Linked DNA regions of Mus musculus: all the other regions are linked to region 3. Evidence: chromatin contacts called from public HiChIP or PLAC-seq and promoter capture Hi-C data. All regions are on one chromosome and are shown on one strand. Each heading gives the region's core, a stretch centred on a gene start, on an enhancer-like site or on the middle of the called end of the contact. The rest is flanking DNA. Distances are from core to core; before and after follow the strand shown.

Region 1 (2,700 bases), core at 127-2,626, 710 kb after region 3:
TAGAGTATATCCTCTCCTACCCCTCAAGATGTAACTCTAGGGAGTAGTTGGAATAAAAACCTTTTCCACATCTGCACAGCGGGATGACCTCCAAATAAATAGAGGTACGGGTTTCTGAGGGGAAATGGCAAAAGAGTAGACTGCTGGGAAACACCAGTACCTCAACTGGTTCATATCTGTCAGTAACGAAAAATTTGCTTTGTAAAATAGTGGCCCAGATCGCAATATCTCTTTTAAAAACAGGATTATATTTATTTAGGGGCTATTTAAAAAGAGATTGGAGGTTATTTCTGGCAACGTTTTCCTTCAGAGAAATTTTAGCAGCAGGAAGGAAGATCAAGCCAGTATTTGCTCTTGAGTCTGAAGGGTGCCTTCCAGGGCTGGCCGTTTTTCATGCAAGCCATAATTAGTTGGCCAGTTCGCTGGATGGGGACTTCTCTGTGAAGAGAGAGACAGGAAGGTGTTGACAGAGCTGAGTCCTGCCAGGAACTGCTTCAGGACTAACTACCTGGAAAGTCCAAATGGGAAATCCCTCCTATAAAAGAAAACCCTATTAAGGATAATAGAGTTCTAGTGATTGAGACAGACTAGCTGTCTCCGCCGACGCAGTTAATAACGACTCAATATTCACCTGTAAAGAAGCAAGCTAACCGCGAACTAGGGGCGGATCCTAACGCAATGGATAGAGAAAAAAAAACCCTAAGCTGGGGCCTCTAGGACCCTTGCAACACCTGTTGAACGCTACAGCCTACAACTTTACGAACTAAAGACTCCCGGATTTAACCTTAGGAGATTCTAGAGTCGGTGGAAATGCGCGTGTATGCTTAAGGTTTCCATCTTGCCTTGTCAACAAAACTGGTTACTAATTATTTATGAACCACAGAGCCGAAAACAAACTTTCTTACCTTAAGCAGTTAAGGAGAGGCGGGCAGAGGGGGGAGGCTGGCTTTGAATTGAGCCTCTTGGTACCTGTCCCTGCCCCCTGCTTCCCACCCTAAGTGGCTTTTTAGAAAAGTCAAGGTCGCACCCCTCCTCTACTTGGGGAGGGGGCACACCTCCCACTAAAACAATGTTGTAGCATCCAACCCGGGGAGTCCCAGGAGCGCAGAGCTGTCTAAGCACAAAGACTGGGCTTTCAGTCCAGCCCTAAGCCAAGTCAGACCCAGGAACGTAGTGACACAAGGGCCCGGCCAGGCAACCACACTCTCCAGGCGTCCCGGGCTCCCTACGCTTCGGGATGCCTGCGGTGGGGCTCTGGAAGGGCAGCGGGCAATCTTGAAAGCTTCTGTCCGGGCACGCAGTACCCCTCTAGCACCCTCGGAGGACCCCCGAATCCCGATGTTTGGGGTGCCTAGTCCTCTCTCTTGGCGAGCAGCTCCGGGAGCCCACCGTCTGTCTGGCTGCAGCGGTTGGCAGGACCCGAAGCCCAGGGCGGCAGGACCCGGAGTGCGCAGGACTCACCTCCCCGCGCCCCAACCCCCGGGTGCCTGCGCTGCGCAGCCTCGCGCGGTGTCGCGCCCGAGCGTCCCTCCCTGCCCCGCGCGTCCCCAGCGCTAGCGAGCAGGTGACCAGAGCCGCGAGCCACGCGCACGTATTCCCACCCGAGATCGTGCGTCCCCAAGCGCGGTGGCCTCTTACCTCCGAGCGGGCCGGGGCGGCCCCGCCAGGCCGGGCACCGACTGGGCCGGGGAGACGCGCCTCCCGCCGCCGCGGGGAGCCGGGGCGGCAGGCGGGCTCGGGGAGCTTCTCCCGGGCGGCGGCGGGAGGCGCTGCTCTCGCCGCTGCCGCCGGGGTCTCGGGGCTCCGCGGCCGCTGCGCGGGTCCCTCGGGTCCTGCGGAAAAGCCCGCCGCTCGCGCCGCAAACTCTTGGGCGCGTAGAGCTGGGGACCGCCGCCACCTCCCCGCCCCGCTGCCGCCTCCTCCTCCTCCCTCTTCTCTTTCTCCTCCTCCTCCCGCTCCCCTTCCTCCTCCTCCTCCTCCTCTTCCTCTTAAGCCTCCAGGCTCCGGCGGCTACCCGCTCCCCCCACCCCCCTACGGTCCAAACCCAGTGTGAGCCGCGCACTCAGCGCGTGCCGCAGGGACGCGGACCCTGCGACCCCCCGGCGACTCTCGGCGGGGCAGACACCGGTGCGCCCCCAGGGCCTCTGCGAGTCCTGCGGGGCTGCTTGGGGAGGGGGGTGTGGGGGTATCGACGTGGGGGTCCGGCCAGTCTGGTCCGGACTGGGCGCGGTGGAAGGGGGAGACTGTGCTTAGTGCGGAACCTGGAAGAGGGGAGGCGAGCTTGACATTTGAGGAGCTGCCGGCCAGGGTCCTGCTAAAGTTGTCACTAGGGGGGTAGCAAAGAATCCGTGCCCCGGGTAAATGGGAATCATCTCAGTGCCCACTGCCACTGTGCTGTCACGGGGTGGGGGTGTTTGCTAGAATGTGATTGTCTTGTCCCCCTCGCCCACGCCGACCTCTAAGGGCAGGCCTCTGCGCTTCCGTGACTCAGGTTACTGGGGACGTGGGTGGGTGAGGGAACACCAGGTGAGAAGAAGGGTCCTGGGATGTGAGAGTGAACGCTGTTCGTGGAATATAGCAGCGGTTGCTAGGGAGGAACGCTCGGTGCCTCCTCCAGGGCGAGCTTAACTGGTCAGGAAAATGGGTCAAGGATCGGCAAGAACCCGCTAAATGTCCCCTTGTAACCCCAGGGCCACAGGT
Region 2 (2,700 bases), core at 8-2,507, 610 kb before region 3:
TGTCATTCTTATTGTCCCAGTAGAAAACCAAATGTTGCATCACTCATAGCAACGGTGCCCGTTATGAAACAATGACCACATACCTGTTCAGTAGTAGAAGGGAGAATCATATCTGGAGGAAGAGGGTTTCAAAGTTTCTCATCTTGCCACCACTATTCGCCTTCTCTACAGAAGGAGGTCGGAGGCCGGTGAGATGATCTGAAGATCTGCAAGGTCTCTTTCCTAAAATTTTCCAGAAGGCTTTTATTTAAAAATTCTCTCTTTTTCTCAGAAGCAGAAAAAGTTAGCCTGAAGTTATTCAAAAGATACCCAATTTGACCATATTTTAGAGTAATAATGAGCTAAGTTTTTCAAAGAACAAAGCTTTTGCTGGGAGGAGAAAAATGAAAGCTGTGAATGAATCACCAGGAAGCCTCTCAGTCCTGTGCACACCCTTAAAGTACAAATAAAAAAGAGATGCTATGGCCTAGTCTAATAATTGCAGTAGTCAAAGAATACTGATAATGCTCACATGGTCCATAGCAGCTTGTTCAGTGCTTGCCTCCAAAGATGGACAAGTAATGTGGCCATTCAGATTTGACCCGCATTTGATTGAATCCCTCTATAATCCTTTCAATAAAATGTAAGAATCACTGTTTAAAACAAAGGTTTACTTTGTAACTAGTCACTTATACAAGTTAAGGTTAAAACCGACACTGAGATACAAATGTTGCTGCCTAATAGCACACCTGTGATTAAAAATATTCCACAAAAAGCAACTCTTTAGCAATTCACTTTTTAAGTCCTTTAAAAATATATATTAGGGGTTAAGGAATCTAGGGAAAGAATATTCTGGTCTCTTACCTTTGTTTCCTGCTCTTACATACACAACAAATAAAGAAATTCAAGTCTTTATGTCAGTGAATGCCAGCTTGTGCATCTGAAAAAAAAAGTGTGAAAAACACCCATTTTCAAAGGGTTCTGCTACATTTTTTTTTCTTAGCAAGAGAGTTACTTGAAGAAGATTTAAGGACTATCCAACCCATACAGTTTTGAAATAATAAGTTATACCTGGACAGAAAAGGACAACCTTGGAATTTTGTAAAGGACCTCTGGTGTTGGAAAATGCCCAGTCATAACAAAGGAGAAATGAAGTAAACTACCTTTATCCACGGAAGAAAACTCCTGAAATAAAGCATTCAAAGCTGTCCTCTGGCCAGCCTCCTTGACAAGAAAGGGGTTGTGGTTAGGTTTAGTTGAAATGGTGAGTAAGCCTGCTTCCTTTACAGGAATTTCCTGTACCAAATGTTAACATTCGACACGGTTTCTCAACAGGGGAGTTCTTTTTTACTTCCTCCTCCTCCTCTTCCTCCTCCCCCTTCTTCTAAAACAAGCACTGCCAACCTTGCCTTTCATTTCAAACCTAAAGGCTTTCTTCTGATGAACTCTCTCTCTCCAGCATCACTTTTACAGAGCAATAATTTATCAATGAGGAGAGTGATATAACCGTAGCTTTGAAAGGCTCGGAGGCTATGCTTGTGCACCGTGGAATGCCTAATTAAGAACTGCACTGTAATTAAAACAATTTAGAGGACCGTGAGACCACACTAGTCCCAAAGCCTCTTAATTAAACGGAGCCTATTCTCCCCATAAAGACAAGCTGAAGCAGCGGGGCACAGCAAACCATGGGGATTGTTTCAGCACAAGGCTGGAGAAGAGCATAAAATAAAAGCAGAGCCCAAGTTCATGTCAGAGTGGGGGCAAGGTAAGTGTTGACCTGAGGTGAAGGTGAAAATCTAAGAGAAGAGTTAGCAACTGAGGGCAGGTCTAAGCCAATAAATAAATAGATAAATAAATAAATAAAATCATGTATTCATGCTAATTGTGGAACTAGCTCAAATCCCAAAAGGATTTGAGGTTTTCCTACCACCTATTGCAGGTTCAGAGGAAAGCACATGAGGGCACATGAGCTTAGACTCCCAGGGTGTGACAGGGACAGCCCAGTAATCCAAAATCTAAATGGGATTAAAGGAGGAATACTGAGGATGAAGGGGAAACGGATAGACCAGGCATTGTTCATGATAATGGTTTAATTCAGGCTGAGGTACATTCAGAGTGCCTGGGCGTTGGGAGTGTCCTTATCAAACCTCAGAGATCTGAATATAGACCTTAAAGTTAAGCCCAAAGTTACTGCCAGTGTGGTCTCCTGAAGTGAATTCATCAACAGCTTTTCCTTCGAAGCTTAATGTGTCCTTTATAAACTGTTTTTGGAAGAGAAAAGCAGGACATCATGAACCACAGGAGATTTGGGATCAGATGAAGGTCTTAGTCACCACAGGAAACTCAGGCTTTAACACTTGGTACAAGTAAAATCATTGCGGAGCACCCTCATGAATAGAGAGAGCTGACCTGTGGAACAGAAGAGGAGACAGTGTAGAAACAAGTCTAACTGTGTGTGGAAATTTTTAAAAATAGGAAAGAGCATCACAAACTAGACGTAGTGTGGTAACTTAGGTCGCCCTATGGAAAACTACGCAACAAATTCTCCACTCGCACCACACAACAGACTATGTTCCAAATGGACTCAGATCTTTTTACTTAAATTTATTTTTTTAAATTTTTTAATGTTTGCAAATAAATTAAAGTATAATTACAACACGTTTCCTCTTCCCTTGGCATTCCTCTTATCTGATTATTATGCCTGCTCATTATCCCCGTCAC
Region 3 (2,817 bases), core at 104-2,603:
CTACTCCTTGCTCTCTCTCCTCCCAGCCATCTCAATTACACAGCTGTCACAAAGGTTATTCCTGGAATTCACATTTTATAATCCCCACACTGTAATTCCTCCTGTTCCCGTGGCCCAAAAGCACACTCCCCCGCCCGCTTCCCCAAGATACTGTCCACTAGAACAGGGTATGCTGGCCAAGCTTTAAAATCAGTACCAGGTAACGCTAGCCTCCCCAAGTTGGAGCCTACGGCAAGCACTCCGAAGGCAGAAGCACGATGACATGTCTCAAGAATACCAAGGCAGTGGCTGAGTGGAGTCATAGGCAAGGCCTGTCTACACCGAATTTTAATTCACGGACAAACGCAAACGCATGAAGGCCAGATTTGGAGGAAAGGGGGTTTGGGGGGAGACCCTGTGGTCACCCTCGAACACAAAATTCCTTTTCTATTTTGCTAAAGCCAAGTGCATGCCTAACAGTGTAGCTTATTTCCTTTATCTCAAAGCCAGGAAATGAGGTCTTTTAAGGCCAGTCTGAACACAGGCAAAAAAACAAAAAAGAAAAAGAAAAAAAAAGAAAAGCCAGGCGAAACCCCCTTTCCCAACTTTGGCCAGGCGGCACGGCCTGCAGTCAGCAGCGTTTCGTCACCCTTTCCCTCGTCCCCTAAGAAGTTTCTCCACGCCACGGGGAACAAAGGCGCCCCACACCGACCTTATAGACTTGTCCATAGGTGCCATTTCCAACCACTTCCACCAGCTCAAAAATCCCAGCAGGGTCCTGGAGAGAGAGGAGGGGGAGGTTATCAACTCAAAAGAGGGACCCCAACCGAGGAGGGCGAGAGGGCGGAGGGAGGGATGCAGGGCGGTGACAAAGGCTCGCCCCGCCGGGTCCCCGGGAGCGCCGTGGCACCCGCCCGCCCGCTCGCCCGGCAGACAAAGGGGCCGCCGCGCCCGCGGGTGTCCGTGTCCACCGCGGCGCGCAGGGCGCGGCCGCACTCACCCGCAGGGACGACAGGTCAATGTCCACCAGGCTCTTCGCGGGAGAGTCGTTCGCCATCTTCCCCGGGTCGCCGCTCCGGGAGCGGGCGAGAGAGCGAGAGACGGGCAGGGGCTCGGCGGCGCCGGGGCTCGGGCCGCACGGGCAGGCCGCCGCCGCCCGGGCGGCTTGTCGTCCGGTCGGAGCGGAGCGCGGCGCGGAGAGCGCTGGCCGCGGAGCTCACACCATGGCTTGGCGGTCCTCCCTCGGCCCCCACCCGCCCCCCGGGCGTCGCCCGCCGCCTCAGGCCCCGGCGCCCCGCGCGCGCGCGCCTGCACGAGCGGCCCGGAGCTGGGGCCGGAGAGCGCGGCGAGCGAGCGAGCGCGAGGCCGCGAGACAAAGATGCCGCGGGAGGCGGGGGCGGGGGCGGGGACGCGGGGCACCGACCGGCGCCGCTGAGGAGGGGCGAGCGACTCCCCCGCCCCCTCCGCCGGGAGAGCGGGCGGAACCCGGCCCTCGCCCTCGCTCGCTCGCCGCCCGCCCGCGTGAATATTCAGCAGGGGTGGGGCTCGAACAATGGCCGGGCGGCCGGCCCTCCGCGGATGGTGGCCCGGCCCGGGGTGGGGCCGGGAGCCCTCGGGGCCTTCCCGGAGGAAGTGCGGGGCGCGGCGGAACACCCCAGCCTCCGCTAACAATGAATGAAAGACTCGGAGCGCCCCGGCGGCCCCGTGGACACCCCACCCGCGCCGCTCGCCCGGGAGAGGGTGTGCCAGGACGCGCCGGGGTCGGGCCTCGGACCCCTCCGCCGCCTACGGCCGGTCGGTCCCGTAGACCCTCGTTTCCTTTTTACCCCCCAAGGGGTGTTCCTCTCCTTTCTCCTTTCCTGTCTCAGTTTGTGGCTTGGTTGCTGCTGGAGGATTCGCTGAGCATCACTTGACCGTCCGGGAGAATCCAAAACAGTCGCTGTGATTGCTCGCTGCTGTGTTCCCCGAGCCAGTTTGGCCCATGGGAGGGAGGGCGGACGGGCGAGCCCTCTGCTCGGGATCTAAAACCCTGACAGTACCTGGATGGAGATCACCACGGGTCACCAAACAGGCTTCTTCCAGCATGCCACAGCAAGTCAGCTAGGCAGTTCAACTACTGTCCCTCTTTATCACGTCCCAGGACCAGCCAAAAACATGTTTAGTGACTCCCTGTTACCTCACAGCGGGTGTTCTCAACAGTATCCCAGAATGGCCAGGTACAAGATCGCTGTAAAATTGCTTGACTCCCACATGTAGAAGGCCTAGAATGGGCCTGATAAGTTAAGAGATGAAGCTAAGCTTGGTGTTACATGGCGCCCCCCAAAATCCACTGTTTCATGGGCATCTAGTTGTCAATAACGTTCTGCACCTCCCTCCCCACACACTCCACACTGTTCTGATTTAAGCAGTACACACCTTATAGCCTCGGAGTAGAAAACCCCCAATACTGCAATTGTTGTACTCAAACCCTAAAGACCCTAGCCTAGAGAGGAGCGAGCATACTCTCCACTTCGGCCTATACCCAGAGTTCAAGTCGCTGCCCCCAGAGAATGTCCAGCGCTCTTCTGCTTGGGTTACGTTCTAAGATGTTTGACATGAGACTCCATTGTAGAGTGAAATTATATTCGGAACTCCCAATATCTGTTCCTTAGGAAACGCACAGGAACAAAAATGTTGGTGAATTTGTTAGCGCTTGTCTGGTTTGGCTTTGTTATTATTTATTGATAATACAGTGATGTGTGCAGCCCATTTCATATATCTTATCTTACTGTTCTTCACGTGAACCTTGAGTGGTACTCTTAATTTTGCTGCTTTATACATTAGGAAATAAAATCTGAA
Region 4 (2,700 bases), core at 72-2,571, 530 kb after region 3:
GAGTGGAACAAAGCAGAGGCTTGGTTTACACCACAATGGGGACCAAGAAATTACCAAAGAATGAAGGAGGCTAGAGATTCTCACATAGGGCCTTATCAACAAAATACAAAAGGCCTGGGGGGGGGGTACGACTCGCTTCTACAATGCTCTATTCAAGGCTGCTTTTAAAGAGTACCTTTCACCTGAGAGCGACTCTTCCTTCCACATACTGGGCAACACCCACACCACCTTTAACTTGTGGCCTACTTTCACTTTGTCACAGGCCTAAATAGTGCTTCATAGTGCTTAATATGCCCAACCATAGAGGAAGGAACGTGGCCGACCACCAGCAGTATTCATACCGGGCAAAGACCTTGGGGCAACCCACTAGGTGCAGACACACATTTCAACCCGGCAAAATCTCTCCGAAAATACTAAACCATCAAGTCCAAGAACTCAAGCTCTAGGGCTGGAACGCAAATGCAGATAGGTCGTGTACAAATAAGGACCGCAATCACTCTCTGTAACCGCCACTTTACTACAACTTGCCCCGAATTTGCACAAATCTGTATAATCGGACGACGAAAAAAAAAATCGTATTTCGCACTTGAGGTAGTAACCGGCCACTTTCCTGCAGCGTACAAGTCACTGACTTTCCTTTTACACGTCCGGATTACCAGAACTCACGTTTTAGCACCACCAACCTTCCCCAAGTCTAACCGCTCCCTCAAACTCCATCACAGCCTCCAGTCTCCATTTCCTAGCCGGTTGCCGTGCAAGCCAAACCCCGCACACCTTCCACGTACACACAACCACACCGGAATAAACCCGCTTGCCCTCTAGAGCACCCAGTCTGTAAGCAAGGCTCGCGGGTGACAGCCCAGCCCGGCCGGAGCCCGAAGGGGGTCGCGGGCCACACCGCCCGCCCGGTACTCACACTCCATGGATGCGCTTGTGAATGTTGATGGTGTATTCTCGGGTCACCACCTCGTTGATGGCAGAACGGCCCTTCTTCTTCTCGCCACCCTTCTTTGCGGGAGCCATCTAGACGCAGGCGACAGGGAGGGAGGCTCTAAGCAGGTAGTGGGAAAGCCCAAGCCCGAGCTAAGGTGCACCCGTACCCCGCAGGCCGTCCTCCCACCGCCCCGGACCGCAGAGCCTCCGCGCGGCGCGGGACAAACCCCACCGAGCCTGCCCGTCCCGCGCCGGGCGCGGATGGCGCCGGATTTCAGAGCCGCGACCCCGCAGCCATACTCACTCTGCCGGGCCCAAGTAGGAAAGGAAGGGCGCGAGGGTTTGTGGGAGGGAAAGTCGCGTAGCCGTACAACTTCCGGGTCACGGGGAGGCGAGGAGGAAGAGGTGTGGCGAGGGAAGTTAGGAGTTAGGCTGGGGCGTAAATACAGCGCGCGTCAGGGGCGGAGCGAGCGGCATGGGGCGGACCCAGGGCGGGCCCAGGGCGGGGTCGATCTTGTCAGTCTTCTTGCAATCTGCCTTGAGCAGTGGAGGTGCGGGATGGGATTTAAATCCCAACCCGAACCCGGATTCGGAACGCCCGGCCGGGAGGGAAGATACTCCAGTTTTTCGGGTGCACTCGCTCACTCACTCTACGTTTGTTTAATCTATTAGATACTGTGCTTGGCGGAAGGTCCCCGGAATGACCGAGACGACAACAAAAGAATTTATTTTCCAAGTCGAAAATGCCCACGGAAATGCCAGGCACGTCCGTAGAAAATAGATCTCCGAATCTAAACATGTCCGAATAGCCTGTCTATTGGAGTTTCAGCAATGAGCAAGTTTCAGGATCTCACAGGCAAGAAGACAGGCAGGCAGAAACTCCACGATCTTACAAGGAACCTATGTCTCTGCCTCCTTTGGCTAAGGGATGCTGGGGCCTTTGGATTCCCCAAAGGTCAGACTTGGGGTGGACAGGCAACTGCTCTCTCTCTCTTAAGAAAATAGTGTCCACAGCCACGTGTGGTGGTGCACACCTGTGATCCCAGAACTTTGTGGGTTGAGTTAGGTGATCAGGAGTTCGAGATATCCTTGACTGTAGTGGGCTAAACACGCTTGACAATATCTGATGACTTCTCAGTGGGGCTAGGAGGAAAGGAGCAGACAGGCTCGGTTCTAGTTCTTAGAGAATCCAAACCAGAAGGGGTTCTATGGGAGTGCTGATTGGTACTGGGGTTGAGCTCAGAAAATTGCAACGCAATCTCCCAAGCAGAGCCACTCAAAAATAATTTAAAAGGAAGTCTGGAGCGATGCATTCAGGAGGCAGAGCAAGAGGATGCCAAATTAAGGACGGACTACACAGAGGCCAGTCTTGGCTACACAATGAGACTAGATCCAAGAGTAAGGGGAGGAGAGAGGGAAGGGGAGAGTAGAGACTGAGGGAGGGAGAGGGAGGAAGGGCTATAAAGAGAATATGAAAATGTGAATTTGGGATCTTTAGCAAGAAGACAGAGGAGCCCACTAGTCAGAGTGTGCTGACTTGAGCAAGAAATGATAATTAGTTATGGTTAATAAATAATGGTTAATTAGAAAAGCTGAGTTTATAAAAGGCTGTGAGTTCCTGACTTCATACTAAAAGTAAAACATGAATAATTTAAGGAGTCAATAAACTAGACATATCCGTCCACACATGATTAAGCTAAAAAATCAAAAAGGAAAAAAAATTCCCCTGCCTCATTTCTAATGAGCTTTTCTACAGAAAAGCAAGGC
Region 5 (2,700 bases), core at 5-2,504, 910 kb after region 3:
GTCTGCTTGAAGCTGGGCCTCTCTAAACAACAGGTCAGAGCTACGCAACGATACAGCAAACACTGTCTTAACCAGAAACCTGCGCATTTCAGCTTCAGAAAAAACAAACAAACAAACAAAACCCCAAAACACCAGGAGACGACTGGCTAACCCTACATAAACCATGAAAGGTGTCTGCTTGAAGCTGGGCCTCTCTAAACAACAGGTCAGAGCTACGCACTAATTAAAGAAGGTTTATCTGAGTCCTGAGAACTCTTCCCCAACGAGAGGAACCTGGAGACCAAAGGAAGTTACATTCCAGGCAGAGGGACCTGAAAATGCAAAAACGCTGTGACATGCTGACTGACCATCTGTCTGTCCTGAGAGCCTGCAGTAGACTTGGGGAAGAGGAAGACTGTGGCTAGACCCACAGACTTCCCTAAGCTTTAGAGTCTAAAGGATAAATCTGAGAATAGCAGACGCCTGGCCTGCTCCAGAGTCACTCCTGACGGCTAATGTTTAGTAAGCACAAAATACTAGGTATATCCCTTTACTTGAGCCTGTTCTTGCCTCCCAGGTGTAGGTGTGGCCGGCTTGCTGAATGTGTAGATGACCACCCCCTCCAGTCCCCAAGGTCTGTCTCTTAAGCCGGAGCCCACAACTACACGGTCCATCTACCCTCCATCCAGACTCTTCAGAATCCTTAAACACAGCCACATAGAAGGTTGGCGACAAAGTGGCTGACGCATACTTTTGCTCTTCTAAGGCTATTCCGATGCGGTTCTCTAACACACTTTCTTTGGGCTTTTGTCTAATTCCAGCTCAAAAAAGGAAAAAAAATTGCTAAGGAGTTCCACCTTTCTTCATATTAGAAATTAACAATAGTCGTGAGGCCTAGAGTTCAGATCTGGAAACCAGAAAGCACTCCCAACGGACCATCTAGAGTCAGCTCTAGATGGCAGGAGGGTCGGGGCCTTCATCAGGCCTGGAGGAGAACGAGCCCAAAGTCCGGTGCCTACCAAAGGACAGAGATTTGCGGGGCAGGACGCACCGGAGCAGGAGTGCCCAGCCCAGGAGGCCGGAGGGACCGCACCCGCCCTCTCGCAGTGCGCCTGCGCCGGGCCTCCCCGCAGTCCGCCGAGTTCTGTAACTAATCCATGTAGACCCGGCTCCGGGTCTGGCGCGAGCCCACCAAGCCAAACGACCGCAGACTTGGGGTCCCGAGCTCGCCACACTCACCTGCATCTTGCCTTCAGTCACTCAAACCAGCCCTCTGCCCCAGCCCCTCCGCTCCTCTCCGCGCACGCGCGGCACCGCCCCCTCCGGTCTTCTCCCCGCCCCCAGGCACGAAAAGGGCGGAGCCAAGGAGGAAGTGAAGACTGGAGTCTGCGCCTGGTCCTCAGGAACCCGGGCGAAGGCTGAGAGCGTTGGAATGACAGGCCGTGCCTCCGGTGGGTGGGACTATAGGGTGACGTCATTCGGGCCATGTCCAGGCGCTACCTTGTTAGGGAAAGTGGCTGGTTGTTTGGGGCTGACCCGAGGTAAGCATAGGTTCTGCGACTTCCCGGGCCGCCAATCGGAGCCTGTCGGAAGCAGAATTGCCTGACAGTGACCCGATGCTAGGATTAAAAGTGACCCGGGTCACCTGGAGGTCACACACCTTCTCTGTTGAATGGGATGAATTGCTTATTGGGTTTGTTTACTGAGCTCACTGGGTTTGTTTAGAGCATAGTCTAACCTCTGCGGTTACAGCATCAGATTTGAGAAACCGGTGGAGTGGGGAACGCCTGGGCTCCACGCCCCTTCACCCTCACAAAAGGAAAAGGCCACAGTGAGAATCATTTTCTCTGGTTAATACCAGACTCGTGTGACCCTGAGCAAAAGCACAGGCTCCAGGGCGATCCACAGCATTCGGAGCTGGAACTGAGAGCACGGGAGTTAAAAGGCCTTCCACAGCCCTGGACTACCTTGCTGCCTCTGCTCAAGCACACACCGTGGGTACACTTTGGAATTACCAAGGAGCTTTCAAAACTGCAGGTGTCTAGGTGTGGTAGTTCACATCTATAATTCCAATACTCAGGAGACCCAGCCAGGGCTAGAGAGTGAACCTCTGTCTATAAAAACAAACAAAAACTACAGTTACACTAAGGTGTTATTTCCAGACAACTTAAATCCCTGCAGCTGAGGACTCGGAACTGATAATTTCTGGGGAATAATCACTAATATAGAAAAAAAATTACACTATTCCCTGAAAAAAACAAGGAGCATGGATTTAATTTAACCCAACACATTCCAACCAGATTACAGACAGACCTTTTAAAGTGTTAATTAATTTGCCTAGTGTTGTGAATGAATTTTCCCAGTTTTCACTTCCAAAATCAGTTTGTGAGATAGTTTAACTTGAGGGACTTTGATCACAGGCTTCTCTCCACCGCACAGCAGTAAAGCAGGTGTGGTTTGCCCTTTCCTTGCTCCAGGTGGATCCACTGAAAGATGTATCCTGGTGTATTGGAAATAATGTTCCCAGTTGCTTTTTACAGCAGGTGTGCTTCAGAACAATCCCCTGTTAACTCATTGTCTTGACTTTTGGTTTTATTACATTGACTACAACATGGATAAAGTCTTTAACTGAATACACACGAGAAACAAACTGTTCAGCTGAGCCTTTAATTGGAGATTACATCATGAGTTCTGAGACAAGCCTCGGCCACAGCATGACAC

The links. Promoter capture Hi-C pulls out the DNA fragments that hold promoters and counts their contacts. HiChIP or PLAC-seq counts read pairs in DNA pulled down with a chosen protein or histone mark.
Region 1: a promoter capture Hi-C map of embryonic stem cells shows a contact between it and region 3. The contact joins the promoter of Npas2 here to the promoter of Map4k4 in region 3. A contact is called at or near these places in 3 of 39 promoter capture datasets (embryonic stem cells and liver), 2 of 484 Hi-C or Micro-C datasets (both in embryonic stem cells) and 1 of 115 datasets of contacts at active chromatin or transcription factors (memory CD8 T cells).
Region 2: a contact with region 3 is called in an H3K4me3 HiChIP or PLAC-seq map of bone marrow-derived macrophages, with 6 times the contacts expected there. The contact joins the promoter of Il18rap here to the promoter of Map4k4 in region 3. A contact is called at or near these places in 4 of 39 promoter capture datasets (the HPC-7 cell line, HPC-7-derived erythroid cells, hippocampal neurons and 2 more) and 3 of 115 datasets of contacts at active chromatin or transcription factors (bone marrow-derived macrophages, effector CD8 T cells and memory CD8 T cells).
Region 4: a contact with region 3 is called in a promoter capture Hi-C map of pre-B cells, with 3 times the contacts expected there. The contact joins the promoter of Rpl31 here to the promoter of Map4k4 in region 3. A contact is called at or near these places in 2 of 39 promoter capture datasets (pre-B cells and second pharyngeal arch cranial neural crest), 4 of 484 Hi-C or Micro-C datasets (embryonic stem cells and epidermal suprabasal cells), 1 of 115 datasets of contacts at active chromatin or transcription factors (memory CD8 T cells) and 2 of 9 other capture datasets (adipose tissue and liver).
Region 5: a contact with region 3 is called in a promoter capture Hi-C map of pre-B cells. The contact joins the promoter of Pdcl3 here to the promoter of Map4k4 in region 3. A contact is called at or near these places in 1 of 39 promoter capture datasets (pre-B cells) and 2 of 9 other capture datasets (adipose tissue and liver).

What each region holds. Positions count from the first base shown.
Region 1 is chr1:39,192,948-39,195,647 of GRCm38.p6, reverse strand. It overlaps Npas2 (neuronal PAS domain protein 2), which reads right to left and starts at 1,376. Exons shown (of 21, transcript NM_008719.2): 1 at 906-1,376.
Region 2 is chr1:40,513,919-40,516,618 of GRCm38.p6, reverse strand. Il18rap (interleukin 18 receptor accessory protein) reads right to left here and starts at 1,257. Exons shown (of 13, transcript NM_010553.4): 1 at 1,143-1,257; 2 at 844-919; 3 at 84-222.
Region 3 is chr1:39,899,449-39,902,265 of GRCm38.p6, reverse strand. Map4k4 (mitogen-activated protein kinase kinase kinase kinase 4) reads right to left here and starts at 1,353. Exons shown (of 32, transcript NM_001252200.1): 1 at 980-1,353; 2 at 692-757. The coding sequence starts at 1,036.
Region 4 is chr1:39,366,472-39,369,171 of GRCm38.p6, reverse strand. It overlaps Rpl31 (ribosomal protein L31), which reads right to left and starts at 1,321. Exons shown (of 4, transcript NM_001252218.1): 1 at 917-1,321. The coding sequence starts at 1,023.
Region 5 is chr1:38,986,368-38,989,067 of GRCm38.p6, reverse strand. Pdcl3 (phosducin-like 3) reads right to left here and starts at 1,254. Exons shown (of 6, transcript NM_026850.4): 1 at 1,219-1,254. The coding sequence starts at 1,224.